2 separate regions of the Gossypium hirsutum genome follow, and region 1 is linked to region 2. Evidence: chromatin contacts called from public Hi-C data. All regions are on one chromosome and are shown on one strand. Each heading gives the region's core, a stretch centred on a gene start, on an enhancer-like site or on the middle of the called end of the contact. The rest is flanking DNA. Distances are from core to core; before and after follow the strand shown.

What was found. A called contact is a pair of places that touch in the nucleus more often than the background predicts.
Region 1: a Hi-C map of callus shows a contact between it and region 2, with 2.5 times the contacts expected there. The contact joins the enhancer-like site here to the promoter of LOC107957022 in region 2. A contact is called at or near these places in 2 of 34 Hi-C or Micro-C datasets (callus and leaf).

What each region holds. Positions count from the first base shown.
Region 1 is chrA05:86,050,408-86,057,108 of Gossypium_hirsutum_v2.1, reverse strand. It overlaps the pseudogene LOC107957099. Among protein-coding and RNA genes, the nearest start is that of LOC107957100, 16 kb to the left of the region's middle. Within about 2 kb of position 5,033, at least 5 of the 9 cell types and tissues checked have an H3K27ac peak or open chromatin away from gene starts, as enhancers often do. A contact at or near this core is called in leaf, where this site is marked.
Region 2 is chrA05:85,219,377-85,225,650 of Gossypium_hirsutum_v2.1, reverse strand. LOC107957022 (plant UBX domain-containing protein 1) reads left to right here and starts at 4,496. Exons shown (of 7, transcript XM_016892448.2): 1 at 4,496-4,744; 2 at 5,465-5,561; 3 at 5,671-5,739; 4 at 5,916-5,983; 5 at 6,067-6,196. The coding sequence starts at 4,661. It overlaps LOC107957023 (a long non-coding RNA gene), which reads right to left and starts at 3,100. Exons shown (of 5, transcript XR_005926412.1): 1 at 2,436-3,100; 2 at 2,254-2,316; 3 at 1,811-2,171; 4 at 1,585-1,671.

The DNA.
Region 1 (6,701 bases), core at 3,784-6,283, 830 kb before region 2:
TAAAAGTAAACGTGGTTAGCAAAGAAAAGGAAATTGGAAAGAAGAAAAGTCACCACGAAAAAGAAAGAAGGAAATTTTAAATGATTTTTAATATTTTTTTAGATTATAACATCATCATAACATCATTTATGCCATGTGTCATAGTCTTATTCTGTCTCCTGTCATGAAGTTAACGACATTAGAATCAGGTATTAAACTCATGGACAGAAAAGTTCAAGTACCAATCTGAGACAAAAAACCATAAATATCAATTTGAGAGAAGTGGACAAGTTCGAATATCGATTTTATATTTAACCTTTTTTAAAATGATGAAATATAAATTAATAATTAATAAAATTATATTTTAACCTCTCAAAAATTTATAATTTAATTTTGACCTCCACTAAAAAAAATTATGGATTCGCTCCTAGTTGTTTTCATTTTCGATAGAGATAAAATTTTTAGTTTTTACTCTTTCTCGTAAAAAAAAATTAAATATAAAATAAACTATTTTATTTAATTGTTTTAATTTTTTTAGATATAAAATATTAATTTATTTAAAACTAGTTTCTTTTCCATGACATACATGGTTTATTTTTTTTATACTAATTGTTTAATAATTTTACATTATTTTATATTAAATAAACTTAATAATTGATTACTTTTTTTTAATTTAGTAGACTTTTCTCTATTAATTTCGTATAAAATATACGAAGAATTATTTTTAATACGATACATGTAGAGAACTACATTAACATCTAGCCCATAGTGTCACATGCTTAAGTGCAAAGCCCGTGACCATGGCACAATATGCGCCCCATGGAGGTCTATCGATATAATGGGGATCATTTAGCCCATGAGAACAAGTCCTAGTCAAACAATTGCTGGAGAAGCCTGTCAAATTGAAGCTTGGTTAGCCCAATAATGAAGATATGACAATATAGGCTATTTTTAGTAAATATGAAATCATATCTTGGAGATTTGATTTGATATGATGTAATCTTGTAAATCCCTAAAATCAAGGGATAGGCTAATCTCGTCTGTCGATGTAACTAGATCTTAACCGTCGGTTTTGGGAGAGCTCAACTATAAATAGAGAGCCTCCCCCTCACTTGTAAATCATCCATTGTAACTTGAATTCTTAAGAGTAATAGGATTCTTTGAGCATTTACTCAAACACCTTTCGTACATTCTTTCTGTGGCTTTTTGTTGTTCTTTCGTGTCTTCTTTTGGCACAATTGCTTCCGCTATACAAATTGGTGCCTTGGAGGAATTATAAAAGAATCCTCACTTTTGGAGTAAAGGCTGACTTAGGCGAGTTTGGAACGAACGGATCACCTAAGGCCGCACTGTTCGCAAGTCGAAAGATCTAGCCCCTTGACAAGTGGTAACCAAGCTATTGGTTACGAAGGCACTGTTGGGATGTCGAAAGAAGTTGTTGATCAGAATGAGCAAATGAAGACTTGTGGGAGGGCTAAAAAAGCAAGTCGTTCGAGGGACATGTTGTCAGTTTTGAAAAATCGAGTGGGTAATCTCGAGGAGCCCGTGGGGGATATGAAGGAGACGTTTGAGTTAGTCGAGGGACGCACAGATGGGTTTGACTCAATGGAAGAGCAACTCAGAGAATTTGTGTTGGATTCTCTCGATGCTAATGCGAAAAAGATGAATGGATTAATCAATTCCACTGTAGAAAAGCTGGCAGAGAAGGATGATACTCTCGAAGATATGGTGTTGGCAATGAAGAAGGAAATTGAAAAGCTTAAGGGGGAGTTCACGATTCACAAAGCTGCTTTGAGTAATGAGATGTTGACTACAGAGGCCAAAGCAACAAACAATGGATGTTTCCAAACCGGAGAAGTTCAAGGGTGCAAGGTCCGTAAGGGATGTGGACAACTTCTTGTAGGAAATGGAGCAATACTTCCGAGCGATGGGCATCGAGGATGATGCCATTAAGGTAAAAACTGCTTCAATCTATTTTACTGATGTTGCTCTCTTGTGGTGGCGTCGTAGGTCCACGGATGAGAAACATGGTGGGAATGCAATTGGGACTTAAGAGGAGTTCCAAAGAGAGTTGAAGAAGTAATTTTACCCACAGTATGCCGAGAAGAAGGCTCGGGCTAAGTTGTATCGTCTTACACAAGGCACTGTTCGGAAGTGAGTTCAGGCATTTAGCGAGTTGATGCTTCAAATCACTGATTTGAGTGAAGCGTTCTATTGGTTTGAGGATAGGTTAAATCTGTGGGAAAGCATGAGTTGCGTAGGCAATGAATTACCGAACTTACTGTAGCCATGGCCGAAGTATAGTCTTTTGTTGAGCTTAGTCCAACAAAAGATAAGTTCGAGTCATCTAAGCCCAATGGAAAGGGCCTTGGTGAGAGAAACCATGAGAAAGATGAAGAGGGATATAGTGATGATAACAATAGTACCGATAGCATCAGTGGCAATGGGAAACCACGAGATGCGAAGTGGGGATCCAACAACCCAAGAGATAATGGGAAGAGGATAAAATGCTTCCTTTGTTAAGGACCACACATAGAACGAAAATGTCTAAAGAAATAGATGATTTTGGCTATTAAAAAGAAATATGAGCCAGAGGAAGCAAAGCCTGTTGAGAAAAAGACATCAAGGGTCAATTCAATAGTGCTCATTCCTAAGAAAAGGGATGGTGGAGAAGGGTTGATGTTTATAGACATCAACATTGCAAGTTAGAAGAGGGGTGCTTTTGTTAATACGGAAGCATCAGAATTGTTCATATCAGAAAAGGCTGTCAAGAAACTTGGTCTCTTGATTAAGAAATTAGATAAGAAGATCAAGATGGTAAATTCTGAGGAAGCCCCAACTGTGGGAGTAATTCAAAATGTAGAGCTACAAATCAATGAATGGAAAGGAAAGGAAGAATTTGAGGTAATCCAATTAGATGATTATGATTGTGTGCTTGGCTTAAACTTCCTTGACAGGATCCAGGCAGTTCTGTATCCATGGGCTGGTCAAATTCATATTGTCACCTGTCCGTTATCAAAAATCATTGTGCCGGTGCATCGGGATATGAAGGTTGAGACCAAGGTGTTGTCGTCAATCCAACTAGTCGAAGATGTTTTGTGTAGGAGAAACATTGACTCGATAGAATGAAATACTACGAAAGCCCTTTTCAAAAAGTTAGTAGAGCATGAGATCGATATGAGGTCTATGGATTCGACTGTAGAGCCACCACCTTTGGGAAATGTGGGTTGTATATCAAACTTCGAGGGGAAAGAAGCGATGCAAAAATAGTCGAAACAAGTAAATGTTGCGTGTAAAGTACATTGCAAACACTCTGCTAGTGTTTTGAGTGTTTTGAATTTGGACTTGTTGGCTTGACAAGATCATAGGGGCGCTTTCAAAGTTCTTAAACAAGGAAGTCAAGGGACTGTGGGCGGTATGAAGCCAATATGTGAGAATTAAGGGTATTCCAATGGGAACAAGCCAAAATTGGGGCAAGTTAGAGCAGAGACTTCTTGCCAACGAGTACAACGGTTCAAGTTAATAGGTGACGGAAGCCGTGGTAAAAGTTTAGAAGGAAAGGACTACCAATCACAAGACAAGTTGGGAAAAAGCCAAGGCAACGAGAGAGTTTCGAGGTGAATCAGGTCAATGCTTTTTTGAAGGCGCAATGAGGGTGTTGTGAGAATAGGTGGGGGAGAATGTCACTGGCCAAAGTGCAAAACCAATGACCATGGCACAAGATGCGCCCCATGCAGGTCTATCGATAAGATGAAGATTATTTAGCCCACGAGAACTGGCCTGATTCAAAGAACTATTGGAGAAGTCTGTCAAATTGAAGCCTAGTTGGCCCGATAATAAAGATATGACAACATAGACTATTTTTAGTAAAAATGATAATCATATCTTGTAGATTTGATTTGATATGATGTAATCTTGTAAATCTTTAAAATCAAGGGATAGGCTAATCTCGTCCGTCAATGTAACTTGATCTTGACCGTCGGTTTTGGGAGAGCTCAACTATAAATAAAGATCCTCCCACTCACTTGTAAATCATCCATTGTAACTTGAATTCTTAAGAGCAATAGAATTTTTTTAGCATTTACTCAAACACCTTTCATGCATTCTTTTTGTGGCTTTCTGTTGTTCTTTCGTGGCTTCTTTTGGCACAATTGCTTTTGCTATACAAATTGGTGCCTTAGGGGAATTTTAAAAGAATCTTCACTTGTGTTGTAAAGGCTGACTTAGGCGAGTTTAAAACGAACGGATCACCTAAAGCCGCATGGTTCGCGAGCCGAAAGATCTAGCCCCGTAACAATAATACATACTCTTTGCTGTAAAACCCATATGATCTTTTTGAGTGATACTTCATTAAAATTTCATATTGTTGAGCGATAACTCATTCCTTAACTAACTCTATGGTTAGATATTCGAAACAACATATCTAAATGTTGCCAATATTGGTTTATAAATAAATAATATTGTTAAAATATTTTTATTATTTTATACTTGGTTAAAAAATTTTATTATAAAAAATATACAATAATTAAAATGAAGATATTTAAAATTGTGATAAGAACAAAATTCAATGGACTTAAGCAACCATAAAGACCATAAAAAATGGCATATTAAAAGAGGATAATACCACATATAACGTTGTATATATATTTTAATAATATTCAATACCATACATCAATGTGTTTTATAACTTTTATAAAATGATTTTTTTCCTTTGAAAAATATTAAAAATGACCAGAAAATTAGAAACATTTTAAAATTTTAAAAATTATGAAAGCATGTAAAATTAATTTAATTTATACTAACATCAAATGGACCATCACTTCTATTGAGTATAAATATTAATAGATTCATAGTTATTGCAGTAATTGTCAACTGTTTATAAAAATAGGCTTTTAATAAATCTTAACAGTGCTTACTATTCAACAAAAAAGAAAAAATATCCATCCATACAAAACCCCCAAGTTCTTATTGCAAAACACGGCTGATCACTAAGGACTTCAACACATACCAATCTACGCCTCCGCTTAATTTGATTCACTGCGTCTAGAAGCCCTATTACTATTATCATCATCATTGTAAATCGGGCTCCGATCCTCCCTTGGGACTGGGCTCGGGCTACAACTCTGGCCGTTTTCTTTTGTAGAACTCCTATAAGCCCTGTCCTCAGCATCAGCTTCATGATCTGGGCTTTGGCTCCTTTCCCTGGGGCTGTACTCGGAGCCATTGGTGTGCCTCCGATCTCTCGGGGAAGGACTACCTCCCTCTTGTGGGCTTCTTTCGTCGAGAGTTGGACTATGCTTCCGGCCTCTGGGTGGCAAAGGAGAACTCCTGTGGGACTTAGGACTCCTCGATCTTCTATCATCGCGCTCGAAACCTCGTTCTCTCTTCACAGGTGTTCTCGATCTACTGCAGAAGGTCAAGATTCAGCACAACAATCAGTTTTAACAAAACCAAAACAATTCTGCCAATTAAATCTTCCTCGACTCTTATTACTTGCATGAGAACTTTAATCAGACATGACAATCCATACATTCATTCCATTTTAATATATTTTGGTCATGTCTAATCACGTTGAAAGTATTTTATATAAAAAGATTTACTAAAGTTAATATTCGTATTATATAAATTAAGACACTAATGTTATATTCATATTATATTTTTTTCGTGTTGTGCTTCATTTTTTACCCATGTCATATTTATGTAGTGTAAATGTGTAATATTGTTCCAATTTTAATGCAAAACAAAAATAGCAAATTCCAAAGTGCATTTTAGTCGAAGGCAATTCATATTTTAAAAGAGGAACAGTAAATACAAACCTGTTGCTACGTCCCCTACTGTAACTGCGGCTTCTGCTTCTTCCACGGCAAGGACTAGGTGAGCGTGAGTAACTGCGAGGTCGACGGCTGCACCAGTATAGTTGTTTCTCAAGTAAACAAAAAAAGTAGCTTAAATATGATAACTGGTTAGAATAAGAACAGAACAGATGAGAAGGAAGAAAGGTGAGGACCTCAGTTTCTTTGGACTGTTTTGACAATTTCTTTCGATATGGCCTCGTTCACCACAGCGATAACACTTATTCTTCCAATCCCCAGCTTTGCAATCACGAGCCTAGTGACCGTCAATTCCACAGTTGAAGCTGCGCCCTGCTCCAGGAGCAGGACTTCTTCCAGGGTAATCACGAGACCCACCAAAGCCACGAAGCACCTAAATTGTAATTCAAATCAGATTGGATGGTAAAATAATATTTGATTAAAAGACTCTACAAAATCCAGGACAAGAATGAGAACAAATAATGCAAAGCAACAAAATAAAATAACGCAGTGCTGGCATCACCTTCAAATGACACTCGGAAACCAGTTTCTCTCATATGTTGATTCTAATGTAGAAAGCAAGAAGCAAATAATATCCCAAAGGGTATTTATGTAAATATCTTTCTTCTAGACCAGAGGTAATATATATTAAATTAGTCAACGGCCAACATCAATCACCTTTGACCTTTTCAATATCATTTAGGTATTAGCATAAAAAAAAAAAAAGAAGCAAAATCTCTGTTATGTGAAAAGCAATCAGAAAACTCACCCCCTTGGCAAATTCAACAACTATACGGCTTCCATCAAGGTCTCTACCATTCAATGAATATCTTGCATCATCAGCATCTCTAGGGTCACTGAATTCCTGTTATCAATGAGCAAGACAACATAGACACACTGATGCACAAACAA
Region 2 (6,274 bases), core at 3,247-5,746:
AGTTATTTTCAGCAGAAAGGCAAGGAAATTATGATCAAATATTGTTAGGAGTTGATTGTTGTATTTCTGAGGATGATAATTATAGATTAAAAGCAAGCTACAGTTAAGAGGAGATACGAGAAGCTTTATCAAAACTAGGCCCTACAAAAGCACCAGGAAATGACGGTTTTCCAACTTTATTTTGTCAAAAATGTTGGTCGATCATTGGAGAGGATGTTTCAACTTTTTGCCTTCAAGGACTGAATGAAGGTATAGAAATACGCTCGATCAACAAAACAAATATCGTGCTAATCCCAAAAATTCTTAATCCTTCTAATATTACTCAATTTAGACCAATTAGCTTATGCAATGTGCTTTATAAATTGATAGCTAAGGTCATAGATATTCGGCTTCGGGTAGTGATTAATAAATGTATAGATGTAGCACAAAGTGCTTTTGTACCAAGAAGGCTGATTTTTGATAATATGTTACCGGCTTATAAAATCTTACACACTTTAAAACATAAGAAGATGGGGAAAAATGGACTTATGACGATGAAACTAGATATAAGTAAGGCATACGATAGAGTCGAATGGAATTTTGTGGAAGGGATAATGAAGAAAATAGGATTTAATCCAGCATGGGTTGACTCGATAATGAAATGTGTGTCTACAGTATCATATTCAGTGGTTTTCAATGGAAACATAGGGGAAACTTTTCATCCAACTAGAGGTTTTAGACAATGAGATCCTTTAAGTCTGTTTTTGTTCTTATTTTGTGGGGAAGGTCTCTCTAGTTTTATGAAGCCTGCAATAGAAGGAGATATACTTAAAGGAGTAAAAACAAGTCGAAGTGGCCCAGCTATCTCACATTTACTCTTTGCAGACATTTGCATTTTATTTGCAGAAGCTACTGAAAGGAGAACACATTCATTAAAATAGATTTTGAAAGAATATGAGATTTGTTCAAGCCAATGTGTTAATTATTCATTAAAATAGATTTTGAAAGAATATGAGATTTGTTCAAGCCAATGTGTTAATTATGATAAATCGACAGTACTTTTCAGCACAAACACATAAGATGGAGAAATGGCAGGAGTTTCAAGTATACTCAGAGTAAGAAGATCAACTAATCCAGAACGATATCTAGGGCTCCCTAATATGGTGGGAAGAAGGAAGAGATCAACATTTCAAGCTTTGAAGGACAGATATAAACAACGAATTAATAACTGGAGCATAAGGCATCTCTCTCAATAAGGTAAAGAAGTTTTCGTAAAGGCTATACTCCAATCCATCCCAACTTATACGATGGCTTGCTTTCTACTTCCTAAGTCTCTATGTACTGATTTGGAGTGTATAATAGCTTATTTTTTGTGGCAAAGAAGTCGCGATAGGAAGGGCATTCATTGGTGTGCTTGGAAGGAATTATGCTTATTAAAAGAAGATGGTAGTCTTGGTTTTTAAAATCTTGCAAAATTTAATATAGCGTTATGAGAAAAGTAGGGATGGCGTCTTATAAACTATCCAAATTCATTATTAGCTCGTGTTCTAAAGGTAAAATATTATCCTAATTTGGATTTCTATAATGCTCGGTTAGGAAATTTACCTTCGCTTACTTGGAAGAGTGTCTGGGCAGCAAGAGGGCTTCTGGAGAAAGGTTTATGCTAGAGGGTTGAAAGAGGTGATCAAATTTCTGTTTGGAATGATTTGTGGATTTTAGGAAATAAAGCAGACATATTACAAAATCAAGACAACAATGAAAATATTAAGTTTATTTCAGATTTAATAGAGGCCACCAATAGGAGCTGGAAAATAAAGGTAGTTATGAATACCTTTCGATTGGATGTAGCAAAAAAAATCTTGCAGATTCCACTGGCGGAGACAGCACATGAAGATTTTCAAGTATGGAGAAGGGAACTGTCCAGGGATTTCTAAGTCAGGAGCACCTATAAACTATTACAGGAGACTAACTTGGATCCTAGTAGTTATAGTTTACACGCCGAACTAAAAATTTCTATAGGAAACTATGGAAATTATACATCCCCTCAAAAATTATAATTACAGTATGTAGAATCTCTTGGAACTTTATTTTGTCCCTTGTTAACCTCAGACATAAAAGAGTCGTGGTGGAAGATCAGTGCCCTCAATGTCGTCAAAATGAGGAAGACAGTAGCCATATTTTTCAATAGTGCCCTACAATGGTTGAGGTTTGGAATCATTTCAATCTATCATGGGTACTAAATAAAAATACTCAAAATATGTGGGAATGGCTTACCTGGGGCTTCTGTAAGGAGACTAATGAACAGATCCGATTATTCTGCTGTGGACTCTGGTTAATCTGGTCCAACAGAAATCATTTGTTATATGAAAGAAAAAATGTGAAAAGAAGAGAAATATCGAAGCAAGTTCAATGTTATATCATAGAGTTGGATGCAACAAAAGAGAAAAAAAACTCACCCTTCAGTCTAATGGAAATATTCAACAGGATTATCAAAGAACAAGGGTCACAGTTCTTTTTGACGCAGCCTTTGACCATCAATCTTCCAGATCAACTACAGGCCTGCTTGTACGAAATGAAGTGGGGGAGATCCTTGCATCAAAGACGGTTTTTCACTCCGAGATAGCAACTCCGTTCACGGCAGAGGCACATGTAGGGTTACAGGCAATGAAATTAGGAATTTTTATGGGCTTTAACAAAATGGAAGTAGTGGGAGATTCAAAAACTGTTATAAAGAAATGCCAAAGTACTGATATAGGTAAATCGGCCATTGGAGCAATTACCAAAGATATACAAAGCAAAAAAGACAAATTTCAGGAGATTGAGTTTCATTTTGTCTCTAAAACAGGGAATATATACGCCCATGTTATTGCAAATGAGGCCCTAAAGAAGAGAGAAAGTTATTACTTGGTGGGAGGAATTCCAGAATGTGTTCGTCAAGCACTGGAGAATTTTCGGCCAAGGTATCCGGATTGAATGAAAGGGAAAATGAAAGCTTTTGAGAAGAGGTAGTAGAAAAAATTAAAAGTCATTATTGAAAACCTGCTATCATTAATGGTTAGGTCGGTGATGTGAAAAGACAGGGTCTATTAGTATCCAGCTGTCGATTTGACTGGTATAGGATAAGATTTGATTTTCTGATTTGATTTAGTTGAAATTGGACGAGTTGGGCTAGTTCCGTAAGTTTTAGGCCCAATTTTATTTAGTAGGCTTTTGTTTTTTTTTTAGTTATTCTTTTGATTAGTATCTTGTTAATGGACTTCAGTCCAGTTCTGTTCTATGTATTATTTCTTTTTATTAATAAATCCAGTCAGATCTTTTATTCAAATATATATATGATTTTTTATTTAATATTAGATTTATTTTGTTTTGTTTTTATTATTTGATATTTGATACTTTTATTATTATTCTATTTTAATATGCTCACTTGCACCATTGTGATTTTCTTTATCACGGTGTTTCAAAATATTATGTCTAATAAGTTGAAGTATCTCAAAATTTTGAAGTATTTTTTTTCTTTTGTAAGATGTTACTGGTTTGATTATTAATGTCAAATATAATTTTTTTTAAAAAATATTTAGTATTTAATATTTTACTATTGGTTGCTTTTTTTTCATTTTTTAAATATTTTATTTTATTTTTTAATTATTTTTTAAAATTAATCAACATTTATTATAAATTAAAGGATTAATATTAAATTTAATTTTCAATGTTTACATCTTTTATCAATTTTATCATTATTCTTTTTTTCATTAAATTTGACCCTCAGCCTTTCAAAAAAGAGACATTGTTTTTTTAACGAAAATACTAACTATAGCATTATTTTTTTAACAGTATTAGCATGACAATTCACATAAACTTCATGCTGACAAGACCCTATTTGTCTTATACGCTACGTCAACAAATAATTTAAATTTTACAAAAATAATAATAATAAATTGAGTACATGTGAATTGTTAAGCAGGCTACCATAATTAAAATTATAATGTTTTAGTTAGTATTTTCGTTAAAAAAATAATTCTACTCTTTTTAAAAGATTAATAATCAAATTCGATTTTTTTAAAAGATTGATAATCAAATTCAACTTTCCAAAATTGAATGTGTTGAATGTGTTTAATAAGTAAATGAAAAAAAATTTGTTGTAAATGTCATAATCATCAGGAATTGAATTCAATTTGTTTATTCCACAAGCCTTAAGTCAAATTGATGAACATCCTCCAACATTATTTTTTTGGTTTTCTAAATGTAAAAAAAAAAAAATTATCGATTAAGTTTTAATTTAATTAGTATAGAATAATATATTATTTTTAATGTAAGAAGATGTGAGTTTAAGTGTGTTGAAGGTCATATGAATAGTTCTAAGCATTATTCTAAAAGCAAAAGATATAATCAAAAAAAAATATAATAAAATTAATTAAAAAATTTCCATTTGAAGTTAGATATATGATAAAATGAAGTTTTTATTTGTAAGTAGGTGGATTAAATTAGAACATTGTTAGCCCAAAAGTTGAATTGGTCGAGCCCAAACTATCTTTGTTTTCTAAAAGAAGAAAGGAATAAACTAATAAGGAATATACTAGCAAGAAATTCCAAAGAGGCAAATCAAGCAAGCAGGAGCTTTTACAGAAGCAAGGCAACCCCGTACCCTTCCCAGAAAAAAAGGTGGAAATTTCATCTGCAGCTGATGATTGGAGATGGTTCTTCACCACTACCTTTAAATAGGAGGAGATTAACTAATATTGATTCCATGGAGGCTGCATCAGCTAAAGTCGGTCCTTGATTTAATTTTTGTTCTTGCTGTTCTATATGTTGTTTTTAAGTATTGGGTTGATCCGGGTTTTTACTTTGATTATCGATTCCTATGATGGGTCTGCATCCTCTTGTTTATGCAACTGAGTTTGTTTCTGTTTCTTTATTTTTAGATAGTGAAAGAAAGATTTAAGTCGGTGAATCATTATATATCTAGTTGAGCTCAAATCTTTTAACATGGATGATAACTGAAATTAGCTTAACTTTGATGGAATTAAACTTCATCTTGGTTTCCTTTTGCTATCTTTATCAAGAATAGTGGTTCATTCATGAAAGTTGGTCAGTAGCTTCTCTTTTGGTTTTTAGGTGAAATTGCTGTTAAAAAGTTTATACGAAGGTAAATTCCGGGGGTAATTCTTTCCCCTCTTTGTTTACTTCTTTGAGTAGCTTTTTTGTAGTAATCGTCTATAAGGAATGTCATGCATATGAAGTTGTTGAAACCCGGTTGGATTTGGACATAACCGTCTCGAAGGAACACCGACAGCTTTTTACATTATTCATATGGTTGTCATAAGTGTCAAGACAGATTTTGCTTTCCTTTATGTAATTATATTTGATGGAACTATACATTAGGACCTCTAATTCACGACTCCGTAACTCGCATGATATGTTGTATGCAGGTTGCTGTTACGCAATTTATTTATGCTTTTTTTTAATTATTTCATTTCTATGATTATAGGCTAAACTTGCTGCTGCAAAAGAGAAATTTGGACGAGAAATTCATGTCTTCGAAACTGAAGGACCATCGCCAATACAAAATGAAGTGCCCAGCACTGGTGCGAGCGACCCTGCAAAACATATTTTCAGACTTTTAACTTGCCTATTGACTAGAAGTGACAGTTCATTTCGTAAACTGATAAAATGCACTTATTTATTTTTGGGCAGAGGAGTCGGATGACGTCTATGAGTTCACAGCAGAAGATTATCATCGAGTAATGGCAACTAAAAAGGAAGGTACTTTTGGCAATGAACACAACTCATTTATCAATTTTATCCTCTAGCTTCATTTAGATATTTTTACCAGCTGATTTTGGGATTCATTTACGTTAAAATGACTCTGGCATGCTATGGCACACTTTTTTGTTAGAGATATATTTACACCATTTTAAGTGGATAAAATTTTGAAACAGATAACTACTTAAAGACACGAAAAATTCGAGAAGCAGAGGAGGCAGCCCGCAGATCAAGAGTAACAAAGGTCCTTGCTAATTGCTACTTGCCACACTTTTTGTGGGTCTTTTAGTTGTCTTGCCTTTGATAAGTTTCAATGTTCATGTGCAGGCTGTGATAAGGGTCCGCTTTCCTGATAACCACACATTAGAGGTCACATTTCATCCATCAGAAACAATTCAGTGCTTGTATGACCTTATCATGAGAGTGATTTCTCGACCGGATCTACCGTTCTATTTATGTAAGCTTATTTAAGTTGTAAAATACTAACTGTGGTGTTGGTTGTGAAGCCAATGCATTAAATGCCTATCGTCCAATC